Regions from separate parts of the Xenopus laevis genome. Here region 1 is linked to region 2. A link is a contact called in public Hi-C data. All regions are on one chromosome and are shown on one strand. The core of a region is the stretch at or near the end of the contact, and the rest is flanking DNA. Distances in the headings are between cores, read along the strand shown.

Evidence for each region. Hi-C and Micro-C count contacts between places; a contact is called where the count stands out from the background.
Region 1: a contact with region 2 is called in a Hi-C map of the XL177 cell line, with 3 times the contacts expected there. The contact joins the enhancer-like site here to the promoter of sall4.L in region 2. A contact is called at or near these places in 3 of 4 Hi-C or Micro-C datasets (the XL177 cell line, the XTC cell line and animal cap).

Annotation. Positions count from the first base shown.
Region 1 is chr9_10L:11,746,707-11,753,418 of Xenopus_laevis_v10.1, reverse strand. No RefSeq gene overlaps it. Among protein-coding and RNA genes, the nearest start is that of LOC108700901, 19 kb to the left of the region's middle. Within about 2 kb of position 5,133, at least 2 of the 7 cell types and tissues checked have an H3K27ac peak or open chromatin away from gene starts, as enhancers often do.
Region 2 is chr9_10L:11,611,809-11,619,060 of Xenopus_laevis_v10.1, reverse strand. It overlaps sall4.L (sal-like protein 4), which reads left to right and starts at 2,411. Exons shown (of 4, transcript XM_018234174.2): 1 at 2,411-2,685. The coding sequence starts at 2,619.

The DNA.
Region 1 (6,712 bases), core at 3,884-6,383, 130 kb before region 2:
AATTCATGTCGACCTTTGATAAATCTGCCCCTTAGTTTCTCAGCAGCATCTTTGGAGTATTAGCAACTATTGTATCAATTCTAACAGCTGCCTTCAATGAAACCCAGGGGTTCTGCTCAGCAGGGACAAATAGAATTGTATCTAAATCAGGTTAGAACAGTTTACAGGGTCGGCGACCCCCTCCCTCCCAGAGCTGCTTTAGAAGGTGAAGAATGACACTTTACACTTTAATATTAGAAAAAGGGTCACACATAGAAAATAGAAAGTAATTGGAAAAAGTCGTTATTACTGGTGATCTATCTGTTTGAACCCCTTTAAACATCCTCCCAGTCGAATTGTGAGTATATTCGAATTTATTAGAGTCCAAAATTTGACCTTTGATAAATGGTCCTCCCCATTTTATATGATTTCATTTTTTTTAAATTCTGTTTACGAGATAAATCTGCTACAAGAGAGAAGTAATTGACTGAGAACCAATCAATACTTGCCGCTGCAAGAAAGGGGTGCCTCTGAGCCAATCAGTTTGCAGCACTGTAACCACTTGAGCATCTTCAATATCAGCCAAAAAGGAAGCATCGCCCACAATATAAATGTAGCTTTACTTTTCCACCTGGGTTTGTTTACCTTCAACCGACCGACTGTTTTATTGTGTTGTTGTTGGAGATCCGTTATCTGAAATTTTCTTTAAAGCAAAGAATTGTTTACCCTAAAGGAAACACCACTGGGTTTTGTAATGATGACTGCGGAGAATAATAGCCCCGAACACGCCCGCCCTTTTTCTTTTACATTCTCAGATAAACAGGAAAGATAAGGAGTTTTTTTGGTGAGCTCACCGCCTCTTTTCTCATATTACTTCATTGGGTTGCGAGATAAACGCTCTTTGATTTTTTTCTTTTTACTTCTACAAATGTGAATGATTTTTTTAAATTAAAAAAAAAATCAAAAAAAAAACAGCTTTTTTCATTCGGTTCCAAGGGAAAAAAAAAACTGAGTTGTAATTATAAACATAATGGAATCATTGTCAGTTGGGGTCAGTTGAAACTGGTCAGCAGGTAAACAAGCCGTGGACGCTGTATTTAACGTGAAATGATTGGACGTCAACTGAAACAAATTGGTGTATTTAGGGTTTTTTTTAACCATGGGCTGCTTAAAAAAAATATCTATAATTTCATATAGAAGATCCAGTCTCTCATTGTCTCATGCGTCTCTATATAATGACGTCCTGTGTAAAAAAATACATCCTTTATCATTCCCATTGTTTTTATTCAAATTGAATTTATTGTTTTTTTCCGAAAGATTCTTAAAAATTTCAAATAGGTTTATGTACCAGCTCCATTTAAATAATGTGTGTACATATGTATATATTATTATTGTTATTTTTTTAAAAAAAAACCTTGTTTTCGAAAACAAGTAATTAAAAATGTATTGTTTGTGTCGTGGCTTGAGGAATGTGGACAGAATGTGTCCAAAACATTTGAAATATTTTCATAACAAATTTGTTTTATTTTTATGAGCTGTTATGAGTGCTCCGAGAGCTTCATATATATATATATATATATAGTGAATAAAGTTACTGAGGAGTTTTCATGACCATATACAGGTCATGGAACAACGAGGTAACTTCTAATATCCTCATATTTTACAACTGGGGGTACTTTATTTATTATAATACACAAATTTCAATGAGTCATGTGACTGAAACGACATCAGAACTCACCGTTTATAACTGATGACATCAGAACTCACCGTTTATAAGGATATAATTTACAAGATATTCATGGCTTTTGTGTATTATATATATGGGGCCCATTTACTTATCTCGAGTGAAGGAATAGAGGAAAAAAACTTTTTTGGCTACTTTGACCATCGAATGGGCTACTTCGACCTTCAACTTCGATTCGAACGATTCGAACTAAAAATCGTTAGGCTATTCGACCATTCGATAGTCAAAGTACTGTCTCTTTAAAAAATAGTTCGACCCCCTAGTTCGCCACCTAAAACCTACCGAGGCCAATGTCCCTATAGGCTTCCTAACAATTCTGATCGAAGGAAAATCCTTCGATCGAACGATTATTCCTTCGATCGTTCGATCGTAGGAATAGCACTAAATCCTTCAACTTCGATATTCGAAGTCGGAGGATTTCAATTCGGCAGTCGAATAGGGCTTTTTTGAAAATAAATTGTCAGAAATATAGCTGTTTGTCTCATGGCCTAAGGCAGTGATCCCCAACCAGTAGCTCGTGAGCAACATGTTGCTCTCCAACCCCTTGGATGTTGCTCCCAGTGGCCTCAAAGCAGCTGCTAATTTTTTTAATTCATGGCTTGGAGGCAAGTTTTGGTTGTACAAAAACCAGGTGTACTGCCAAACAGAAACTTATTGTATGTTGGGGTAACCAAATGACCAATCACAGCACTTATTTGGCACCCCAAGAACAGTTTTCATGCTTGTGTTTCTCTCCAATTCCATTTACTTCTGAATGTTGCTCACGGGTTCAAAAGGTTGGGGATCCCTGGCCTAAGGAATGTGGACTGAATATGTCCAAAACCTTTGAACGAATATATGTATGTATATGTAATCTAGCCTATTTCTTTAGTTAAGCTTTAGTTCTCCTTTAATTAAGCAATCATTGCTGTATCATAAATTACAAATTTGTTTTTTAAATCCTAGGGGCAGATTTATCAAGGGTCGAAGTTCGAAGTAAAAAATACTTCGAAATTCGACCATCGAATTAAAATACTTCGAATTCGAATATCGAATTCAAACTTTTTTCATCGAATTTGGGTATTCTGCGGTCGAAGTAAAATCGTTCGATCGAACAATTAAATCCTTTGATTGGAACGATTTTACTTTGACTTCAAAAAACTTAGAAAAATGCTGTGGAAGGTCCCCATAGGCTAACATAGCACTTCGGCAGGTTTAATTTGGCGAAGAATTGAAGTCGAAGTTTTTTTTAAAGAGACAGTACTTCGATAGTATTGTAGTATCCTATTCAATGGTCGAAGTATCCAAAAAATTACTTCGAATTTAGAATTTATTTACTTCAAAAATTCCCTCGAATTCATTTCGACCCTTGATAAATCTACCCCCTAATATCTTAATTGTACCCTAACCTTTAGTTGTAAACTCTCACGAGTAGGGCCCTCTAATCCTATTGTACTCTTTAAACCCTTGTTTGTTATTCATCATTTGTTCCCCGTTTGTTATAAACGAATGCAAAGCACTGTGTAACCTTTCGGGGCTAGTTATTGGGCGAATTTATTTGCGGCAAATCTCTGCGTTTTTTTTACGGCGGCGACAATACTGACAATTTAACTTGCGGACATTGACTTTAATGCGTGTCAAATTGTCGCCATGCCGGAATTGTCGTCTGCGCCTATTTTCACGCCTGCGAATTGACGCCAGCATCAAAATTCACCGTTTCACGAATTTTACGGGAAATCAGTACATTTTCCGGCAAAACAGTACAAATTCACCCATCGCTAGTGGGCGTTATATAAATAAATGATGATGAGATTTTTTTAAAAAATTTTTATTACGCGACAAAACTGTGACAGTTCTGTACTCTGAAAACATGTAGAAGTCAATAGCAGCTGTCCCTTACAACTGGAAGATCTTTCTTTGCTTCATGGTTTTAGACGTTTTTTTAGTGATGGGCGAATTTCTCCCATTTTGCTTTGCTGAAAAATTTGCGAATTTCCCGCAAAATTCGTGAAACGAATAGGGTTGACGCACGATGGTTTTGAGGCGAGCGACTTTTCCAATGCACGTCCAAAATTTTTTGACGCCGGTGAATTTTCGTAGGAGTTTCGCATATTTATTTGCCGGTGGCGAAACGCGGAAATACGCAGCGAATTTGTGCCTGGCGAATTTATTCGCCCATCACTACAGGACCCCGACAGCTTGCAAGTTAAGTATTTTTGGATCCAGACTTTTCTCACGAAAGATTTTAGGTTTTTTTCCTCTCTAAAAATTTGTGCTTTCTAGTGAAAAAAACTCCTTAATGTGACCAAATGATTTGGTTATTATTTTTGTTTTTTAATTAGTCAATAAAAGATTTTTTTACATTTTTTTTTCATTATTTTCTAAAACAAAAAGTCCAAACTTTCAGGAAATATAAATATATATAGTGTTAAAGTCAACAGCAATAAAATGTTGGTTGCACTTTTGGATACAAACGTAGGAACTAATTAATAGGCAGCGGAGCAGACGGAGTGTCTGTAAAGCCCTTTCTTCCTGTTGCTGTTAACAAGGATGGGCTTTAATCAAGATATGCAGAAAATGCCGGGCAGAAACAAAATGAAACAACTGTGTTTTCTTTTGCTCCATCAATTATCCCGCTGACCTGAGATAAGATGACAATGCAGGGCAAAGTGACCTAAAGGTCACAAAAATAATGTCTCAGATATCAGGGGTTTTCATCCTTTTTTTGTTGTTGAATACATCTATTTTATTTGCCTGCACTGTATGTTTTATTAAAGGGTGATTGTCTAGTCGATGTCATTAAGCCGACATAATGAGATATAATGATAGTAATGATTGAGTATTTTTCAATCCTGGAGTCCTATAATAAAATTTAGCAGACTTCTTGGTGAATAAGAGTTTCAGGGTTAAAAGGTTCACCTCCCTTTCCAGCCTGTAGGGGGCAGAATGGTGCAACAAAACCATGAAAACCCCCATATGGGATTGGATTTTATTGATTTGGGTGCAGGTTGTGGGGCTCCAGTTCCAATTGGGGATGCACCGAATCTGGGATTCGGTTCGGGATTTGGCCAGGATTCAACCTTTTTAAGCAAGATTCGGATTCGTGGGGTTCGTCCGAATCCAAAATAGTGGATTTGGTGCATCCCTAGTTCCAACATACCAGGACATCGCATAATGGCATTTTGCAGTGCTTGGGTTCTAGGTTCGATTCTAGCCAGGGAGTTTGTATGTTCTCTCCATGTCTTCGAAAACAAACAGGCAGGATAATTGCTTCTAATTAAACTAGTGTAGAGTCCTGCTCAGATCCATTTTTTTTTTAAACCTATACCTGACCTGTACCCGCAACCCGAACCCGCAATTTGACCCGCGTGTACCCACTACCCAATGCGACCTGCAATAGGCCAACTAAACCTCCGACCCCAGGGACACGCGAAACTGCACTGGAATTGGGAAACTGGAAATCCGGTGCCGAATCTTGACAACATTTTTTTTAAAAACTTGAAGAACCACAAAGGTGGGTGGGAGGTTTCAAGCCCGCTGCAGGTACCCAACTGGGTTACATGCTGACTACCCACACGGCTGACGAATCGGGGACTTTTTGCCAGAAACCCGACCACTTTGAGGGTATTCCGAGGGTACACGATCCGATGCAGGACTCTAGTGTATGTGATCCATCTCTTAGATTGTAAGCTCCACTGGGCAGGGACTGATGGCAATGGTTTTATCATTAAATGAGAAGGAAACCCCCTGGGCGCAAAAATGCCTCCCCCCTCCCCTGTGTTGCCCCCCCCCTCCTCCAACCTGGCCTACCTGTCCCGCCGGGCAAATGCCCCTAACTTGTTACTCACCTCTCTGCGCAGGTCCAGTCCACGGAGCTCACAGGCGCCATCTTCTCCCAAGCGATCTTCTTCCTGCTTTGACCAGCGTTTTTGGCGCATGCGCAGTAGGAGCATTTACCGGGTACGGATCTACTGCGCATGCGCCGAATGTCACAAAGTTTTCCGATTTCACTTCGTGACATTCGGCGCATGCGCAGTAGATCCGTACCCGGTAAATGCTCCTACTGCGCATGTGCCAAAAACGCCGGTCAAAGCAGGAAGAAGATCGCTTGGGAGAAGATGGCGTCTGTGAGCTCCGTGGACAGGACCTGCGCAGAGAGGTGAGTAACAAGTTAGGGGCATTTGCCCGGCAGGACAGGTAGGCCAGGGGGGTGGAGGTAGGGGGGGCAACACAGGGGAGGGGGCAGGGGTTTTGTGCCCAAGGAATTTCCTTCTCCTTTAAGGGCAGAGATACATGTGGAGATTCAGATAGATTAGTCGCCCATCGAGAAAATCGCCTCTTCTTCGGGCGACTAATCTCCCCGAACTGCCTTCCCGTTGGCTAGAATCTAAATCACTGGCAGGATGGCACTTGGAGCGATTCGTTTTCCAAAGTGGCCCAAGTTGCCTCACGAGGAAACTTCGGGCGACTTCGGAAAATGAAGCGATCCGAGTGCCATCCTGCCGGCGATTTACATTCTAGCCAACGGGAAGGCAACTCAGGGAGATTAGTCGCCGGAAGAAGAGGCAACTAAATCTCTTCGAATCTCCACGTGTGTTTCTGCCCTAAGTATGTCCCAGCTCAACTGCTGTTTTCTTAGGCCACTCAGCTTTTTTGGATATTCATCTAGGAGATCTATTGATCTGGATTTAAAATGGACAGTGAATCCTTTCCCTTGCATTCCACAGTGACCTTCATCAGTCCCCAGGGAAACGGGATCTTTCCCAGGGAAAACCATCGACAGATTTATCATAAATATGCCCTTCTATTCTTTTGACAACAATGAAGAGAGGACAATAAGCTGCTGGGAGTTGTAGTGCAAGAGAGATGACAGTTATGTACATTTATGTTCTGTGCTGCCCAGTTCTGCAGGAACAGCCGGATAAGGAAGGCAGAAGAGCTTTGATATTGTATTTATAGTTTTTCTTGCTGAGAAACATCTGGGAAAAACTGCAGAAGCATATGTTTTAA
Region 2 (7,252 bases), core at 1,162-3,661:
CTGCCAGTTATATGTAAAATTCTAAATCTGTGACCTGTAGGACATGAGTCACCTCCCAGTATGAACCCAGCCCAGTGTGACGCGCATATGAATTAATCCCCCCCCAAACCATATTTATTTACCTAACCTGTTTGTGTCAACTTATCTCCATGCAGTGTTTATTAGTCAAACCTTGTGCTGCTAGAAATGAATTCCATTGCCCTGTTTTAAATGTGGATCAGTAACAAGCAACAAGTCTTCTATATATAATATATAAATATATATAATATATATAAATATATATATATATATATATATATATATATATATATATATATATAGTCTCATCGGCACTCACCATTCCTTCCGTCACCAATATTAAAGAGGGCACTCATGATTAACAAATTAACAACTTCTAGGCAATGTAGAAAAAAAATGGAACTTTATTCGTCTATAGTTACGACGCGTTTCGATTCTCAGAAAACCTGATGACGATTCCGAGAATCGAAACGCGTCGTAACTATGGACGAATAAAGTTCCTTTTTTTCTACATTGCCTAGAAGTTGTGAATTTGCCGTGAGTGGTCTCTTTAAAGACATTTTATATATATATATATATATATATATATATATATATACTCACTCCCACACCTTGTGTCTTATTCCCTTCCCTTTAGATTGTAAGCTCCTTTGCACAGGGCCTTCGTCACCTTTTGTACCGGTATTGGTTGTGATGAATTTAACTCCATATGTTCTATGTATGTAATTAATGTGATTCAGCTGTATAAACACATTTAATTTACAGTGCTGTGAAATATGCTGGCGCTATATAAACAAATGTTAATAAAACAATAATTAATATATATATATATATGCCCACTCCCACACCTTGTGTCTTATTCCCTTCCCTTTAGATTGTAAGCTCCTTTGCACAGGGCCTTCCTCACCTTTTGTACCGGTATTGGTTATGATGAATTTAACTCCATATGTTCTATGTATGTAATTAATGTGATTCAGCTGTATAAACACATTTAATTTACAGTGCTGTGAAATATGCTGGCGCTATATAAACAAATGTTAATATAAAAATAATTAATATATATATATATATATGTCCACTCCCACACCTTGTGTCTTATTCCCTTCCCTTTAGATTGCAAGCTCCTTTACACAAGGCCTTCCTCACCTTTTGTACCAGTATTGGTTGTGATGTATGTAACTCCATATGTTCTATGTATGTAATTAATGTGATTTAGTCGTATAAACACATTTATTTTATAGCGCTGCGAAATATGCTGGCGCTATATAAATAAATGTAAATAAAACAATAATAAATATATATATATATTATCTGGGTTTAGGAATGTTCCAGAGTTCAGGCTTCCCCCATAATCATTATTTATTTTGCCACATGTAAATTGACCTTCCCAAAAAAAAAAAAAAAACCCTCCCGCCTCCTAATACATGAATGCTTTCATTCAACAAAATTAACATAATCTAATTAATGCTTTCTCTCTGTTTGCTGATTTCTAAAGAGAAAACAATGACTTTAGAGATGGTTTTTTTCCCCCAAAAAATTCCTTGGAATGTCTTCCCCCCCACCCTTTTTGCTATTGTGATGTAGGTATTATGAAATCGGTTTGAATTAGCTTCACCCTGGGTACATCTATAATACCTTTTAATAGAAAAAGATTTGGATAAAATCCAGTATCTGTTATATATGGAGTTACTTTGTGCCATGAAACAATGGGAAAAAAATGAAAGATTATTTTCAGACACAATTAGGGTTGCCTGGAAAAAATAATACCAGCCTTCCTATATATTTATCTTTATTCCCAATTAATAACATTGGGGTCGTATCACTGGTCTTCCTATATATTTATTTTTATTCCCTATTAATAACATTGGGGTCATATCACTGGCCTTCCTATATACTTATCTTTATTCCCGATTAATAACATTGGGATCAACCATTATTTTTACCGGCCAGGGGGCAACCCTAGATACAATATTGCATGATGAAATGATTTACAACAATAAATATAAAACAGTGAAAATACATTTCTGATGACCATCAAACATGGCAATGTAATACAATATAAATGTGGAATTTCAGCTATTTCTGTTCTGTAATTATTTAGCTCAAATTGGGATCTCAAATTAGTTTTTTTTTCCTCTTTTCACTTGCAAACAATCTCCCCCTATTGTGTTTACTTGGAATATAAAAAAAAAGGCACTTCTCACTGTGTGAAGGGGGCAGGGGCTGTGACTCACAAAACTTCATGTTTTTTTTTTCTTTTGGCGTTGAATACATTCATCAGCACAGTGGCCACAGCTGCAGAGGAGGGGGGACTACATTTCCCAGAGATCAGAGCGCCGCACTCCTCCCCACCTCCTGATCAATGGGCCCTTATTTGAATAATCTGTGAGTTTTTTTGGACTCAGTCCAATCAGCTGTCGGGGTCTCGTGATAAATGGCAATGCATTAGTGATAATCATAATTACTTGGACATGCGCACTTGACGCTTTGAGAGGGGGCTGGATGGGGGGTTCAATTCAGCAACTCTTGGAATTTTTTTTTTTTTTTGGTGGTGGAGAAAGGGAATAATTGGCATTTATTGAGCTGCTGATGGTCGGATCATGTCGAGGAGAAAGCAGCCGAACCCCCAGCACCTCAACTCCGAGGAGCAGCTCCTGGACGCTACTGGTGAGTCGCACTTTGCTTCTCTGGCTGCGCTTTATAGAGCGCAAGTGGCATTTAAACCCGAGAGGAGCGTGGCTGCTGCGCTCCATTCCCTTCCGAGCTGTCCCACCGGCCAAGGTGATCGAATACAGGGCTGGATTGTCTTCCCTCTCAGTCTGCAGCGGCTCTCCTTACATACAGCTGCTCTCCTGTGTGCACTTTCCCCTCTATTACCTTTTCCTATTTTTATTATTATTATGATTATTATTAATAGTATTATTATTTAATTGTAGCAATTCCAGGGTATATTGACCCCACCTGTGGGGCTTATGGATCCATGTGATTGGAAGCACCTGTGGCTGTAATCATATATTTTTTTTTTTTTTTTTTTTTTTTTTTAATACCGTTGGTAGTGTGCTGCTTATTTCTAGTGTATAATTAAGCAAAGAAAGGAAGAAAACAGGGGTGACTAGTTAGTCACCCCTCAACCCCTCCCCTCTCACACCCCCACCCTCCCTTCCATCCTTCATCCTCTTCTTCTTCTAAGGCATTTCCAATCTTGATTCCCCACTTCCCAAAATATCCTCCCTTGTGCTCCTGGGTCAGAGGGAACCAGCAGAAGCAGCAACCTGTGTGTCTGTGCTTGGTGTATGGGTAGGTTAATTATCCTTCATATATTCTAGGGACTGGGGTTAATGTGTTTGTACCTGCTTCTTAATTCCGCTTATCGAAATAGCAGAAGGGGGTACACAAAGTTTTTATGTAGTATCTGTGTATATTCCTGTTATATCTTATTAAATCTCTATTTTATATTGTGTATTTCATAATCTCAATGGGGGGCACAGTCCTTGCCATTACATTCCTATTCATCTGCATGCTTTTTAGAAATTGTGTGTGTATATACATAGAGATATAGATAGAGAGATATATATATATATATATATATATATATATATATATATATATATATATATATATATATATATATATATATATATATATATATATATATATATATATAAAAATATGATATAGATATTACTGGAATTCACGCAAATTTAATTTAGGACCCCCCAACATAACCAGAGGTTGTCCTTTTTTTTACCAATATACGTTTTAATTGCTCATTCAGGGCCTCATTGGGCCCCTATACTTCTGCTTCCTCTGTAGTTACGCCCCTGCTGTTACACTATAACATTGTAGAGATAAAAAATAAGAATTTTTTTTTTTGTAATCCTAAAGGGCAACTTAATATTAATCAGGTACAACTTGTATTTTGGGTGCAACCAACTACTGGCAAGGCAATGCCGTTGGCTCTTTCCCTGAATGTAAGGCACATGTTGTTATCTGGACTCCAAATCAGCCTATTTTCTTTTTTTAGGGTCAGTTACTATTAACTTCAGAAATACGCTGACCAGCAGGCTATAAATGCCATGTTTAATGCATGACTGTTTTCCTTTGTGCATATGGTGGTTTGGAAAAGGGAGGGGGGAGTAGGGAAGGAGGGGGTTTTGCTGTTCCCAAATATAAATCTCGGCAGCATGCTTTTTGTAGGTGGAAGAGACCCCCAGCCCTCCATGAATTATAGATGTCCCCCCTTAAACTTCAGATAATCATTTGATACTGCTGCTGAAAAACTTGTCTCTAAGCTCTTGTGTAATTGGCAAACAATATGAGCAGCTCTGGAGTCTGTACTTGCATAACTATTCCTGTTATTTCCAAACATCCCTGCAGAATTTAGTTAATCTCCCCCAGGATTTCATGGCCACAAGGCATTATAGTAGCAACTTTTTTTTTTTTTTTGAGACCTTTGTATTTAAACATGTTGTGTTGCTATATCCTCCCACCCCTTCCATCACTGTTCAATTTTGATACTTAACAGTAGGTGTGATATTTAGCTCTGACCTTATACACTTGCGCCACCCTCTGGAATGTCCCAATCACTGCGGAAGTGCAAATGTATTTTATCTGTATTCACGGCAGCTATTGGGTTTTTATTACAAATCATATTTAATGATAAAAAGGTGTAAAAAAAAAAAAAAAAAAAAAAAAAAAAAAAAAAAAAATAATATATATATATATATATATATATATATATATATATATATATATATATATATATATATTTTAGCCCTCTATTTTCATTCGTTCTCCACCTTTAGTTCCAAATCTAATTAGCAATTCTATGTCACTCCCTCCCCTTTATTCCCTTTATTACAATGCAATTTTATTTTTGTTGTCTTGGAACATACTTGGTGACTAATTAACAATCCAGGAAACCAGCAGGTGGGGGAGTTGGAAGGTACAAAGCTACATATTGTAAATTATCATATGAACAAAGAGGTCGCCAATGCCTCTGTTTATCATCAGATACTGGGATTGCCCCCCCTGTTAATCTCCAAGGTTAATCTTTCAAAGACTTCCATTTAGTGTTACTAGACCATTAAATATATTTATTTTTCGTCTATTGTTTGGTTATAGAGTCTGATCTGGCAACTCTCAATTAATATAAACTGATAAACAGAAGAGCTACAGATGTAAGAATTTGAAATCCGCAAAGCATTTCTTTCAAATGAATGTATGGGTACCAGTAGAGTTGTTTTGGGGGGGGGGCATGTTGGGTTTGTGTGTAGGTGGAAACATAGGGCAACAGTTGAATAGTAGGTGCTAGGACAAAATGGCATTTGTTGACCTTTGTTGAAGTTCAGACCCTAGAACCTTGTGACAGCCAAAGCATGGGAGTTGCAGTTTAACAGATGAAGGTTGAACAGTCTAGTCTAAATGGCTTGCAATAATGGGGCCTGCAATATCTATTCTTCCCCCTCAGAGTCCTTTACTAACAAAGCCCTTGGTATAGATCTGCAAATGGAACTTGCATATCCCCCTAACTTTACTTTTTTCTTTTTTTAAACTGGAAAAAAATGCTTCGTTTGTGGACCTTGTGCACGCTTGCAGTGTAGTGCCTAAGTACAGGCATAAACATAAACTATTTTATTTCCATTAAGTGGTCTGCAACAAAACTAATTCCTGGCTGGGCTGTTAACAAAGCTAATTCATCACAGCAGGGGTCGGGGCTGTCAGTAAGGTACTTGGGGCCAGATGGCTGCAAAACGGCAATCAGGAACTTGCTGGTGTGAGTGACACTCTATTAATCGTGGCGTTAAATATTAAACACACTTTAACAAATTATTTAAATGAGATAAATATCTATCTCTCTCTATATCTCTAAAGAGAAATCACACCACTTTTTGAAGATTTTTTTATAATCTACTATTTCACCCTTACTTTTCTGGTTTTTATTATGAGTGTTGTCTAGAGGTTTATGTAATGATTTCATCACTGGGCATATACACGTGGAGGAGGCTTCCTTAACTGGTGGGTTTTTCTTTAGCTAAGGGTCAGTTGGGATTTGGATGCGGCGACTAGGTTAACCACACAGTCCTTATCTGTTACAGGTGAAGGGTTAAACGAGGCCAAACTGGTTTTTGTAGTTGTCCTTTTGTACAGTGTAAGGTGCCGGTGGGCCTGCTGGTATAACCTCTGGCTCCTTAGTGTGGGTGGCAGGTTAATGTCAGGACTGATCCCAGTAGGGTTTGTCCATTGCCAATTATGTGACTATTGGTGACCGATTTTGTTCACCTCCGATCTGTTGTGGAGACCAGAAAGATTCTGATGATTTTTCTTTAGTGGTTTGTCTTTTTAGAGGCAGTTTTGCTTCAGTAAAAATATTTCTTGCTCAATGTGAAATTTCGACTGACAATGAGGAATAGATATGGGCTGGGCCAGGCAGCTCTGAGTCAAGTGGGGTCCACATAATTTTTTTTTTTTTTTCATTAATTAAAATGTTTCCATACCTCCAATGCTGCCTTTTGCCTGGTGCAGGGAAGGATTTGTATAGAATATATGCCAGCTTAATGGCTGTACAGAAGTTGGTCAGCATACAGGGCATGTTCATCTGTGCTGCTGAATAAGATCCGTTTTTTGGGTTTACTTTTCTGTAGTCCCTCAGTGATCTTTGTGTAAATCCACGTGTAGTATTTACCATACATGTGCTGAGCACTAACACAGGATGAGTGAATCAGAAAAGGAACTGACTGTAGCTGTGAATAGATGGCCTCAAGCATCTGCTCTGGGAGATGGGGGTAAGTGATCGGCCGCTTCTCATTTTTAGAGCAGGGATGATCGGTGCTTCACTAAACCAAATACTCCCACCAGCAATGGCTGAGAGTTATACCCAACATTTAAGTGCAGGCTCACATATTGTACAACTTGAGTTTTTAGGTGTCAAGTGAACTTCCTGCTAGAATAAATTTATTTTTTTTTAGAGGGAGAATTAATATTTTACCTGCAAAGGGTCTGTATAATATTACATTTTGCATAATTGGCACGGAAGGCTCTCAATCACTTTTAACACATCAACATAACTGACAATAGGCTTGCATCTCCCCTCCCCAATCCATTTGTTAGTGATTTAATCTAAACCCCTGCTGACTTCACTGCATTCTTCTAACTTATTGGATAAATAGATGCTGAGATAACATTCCTGAGATTCAGCAGTGGAGATGCACCCATGTACAGTATCCCCCCTGCT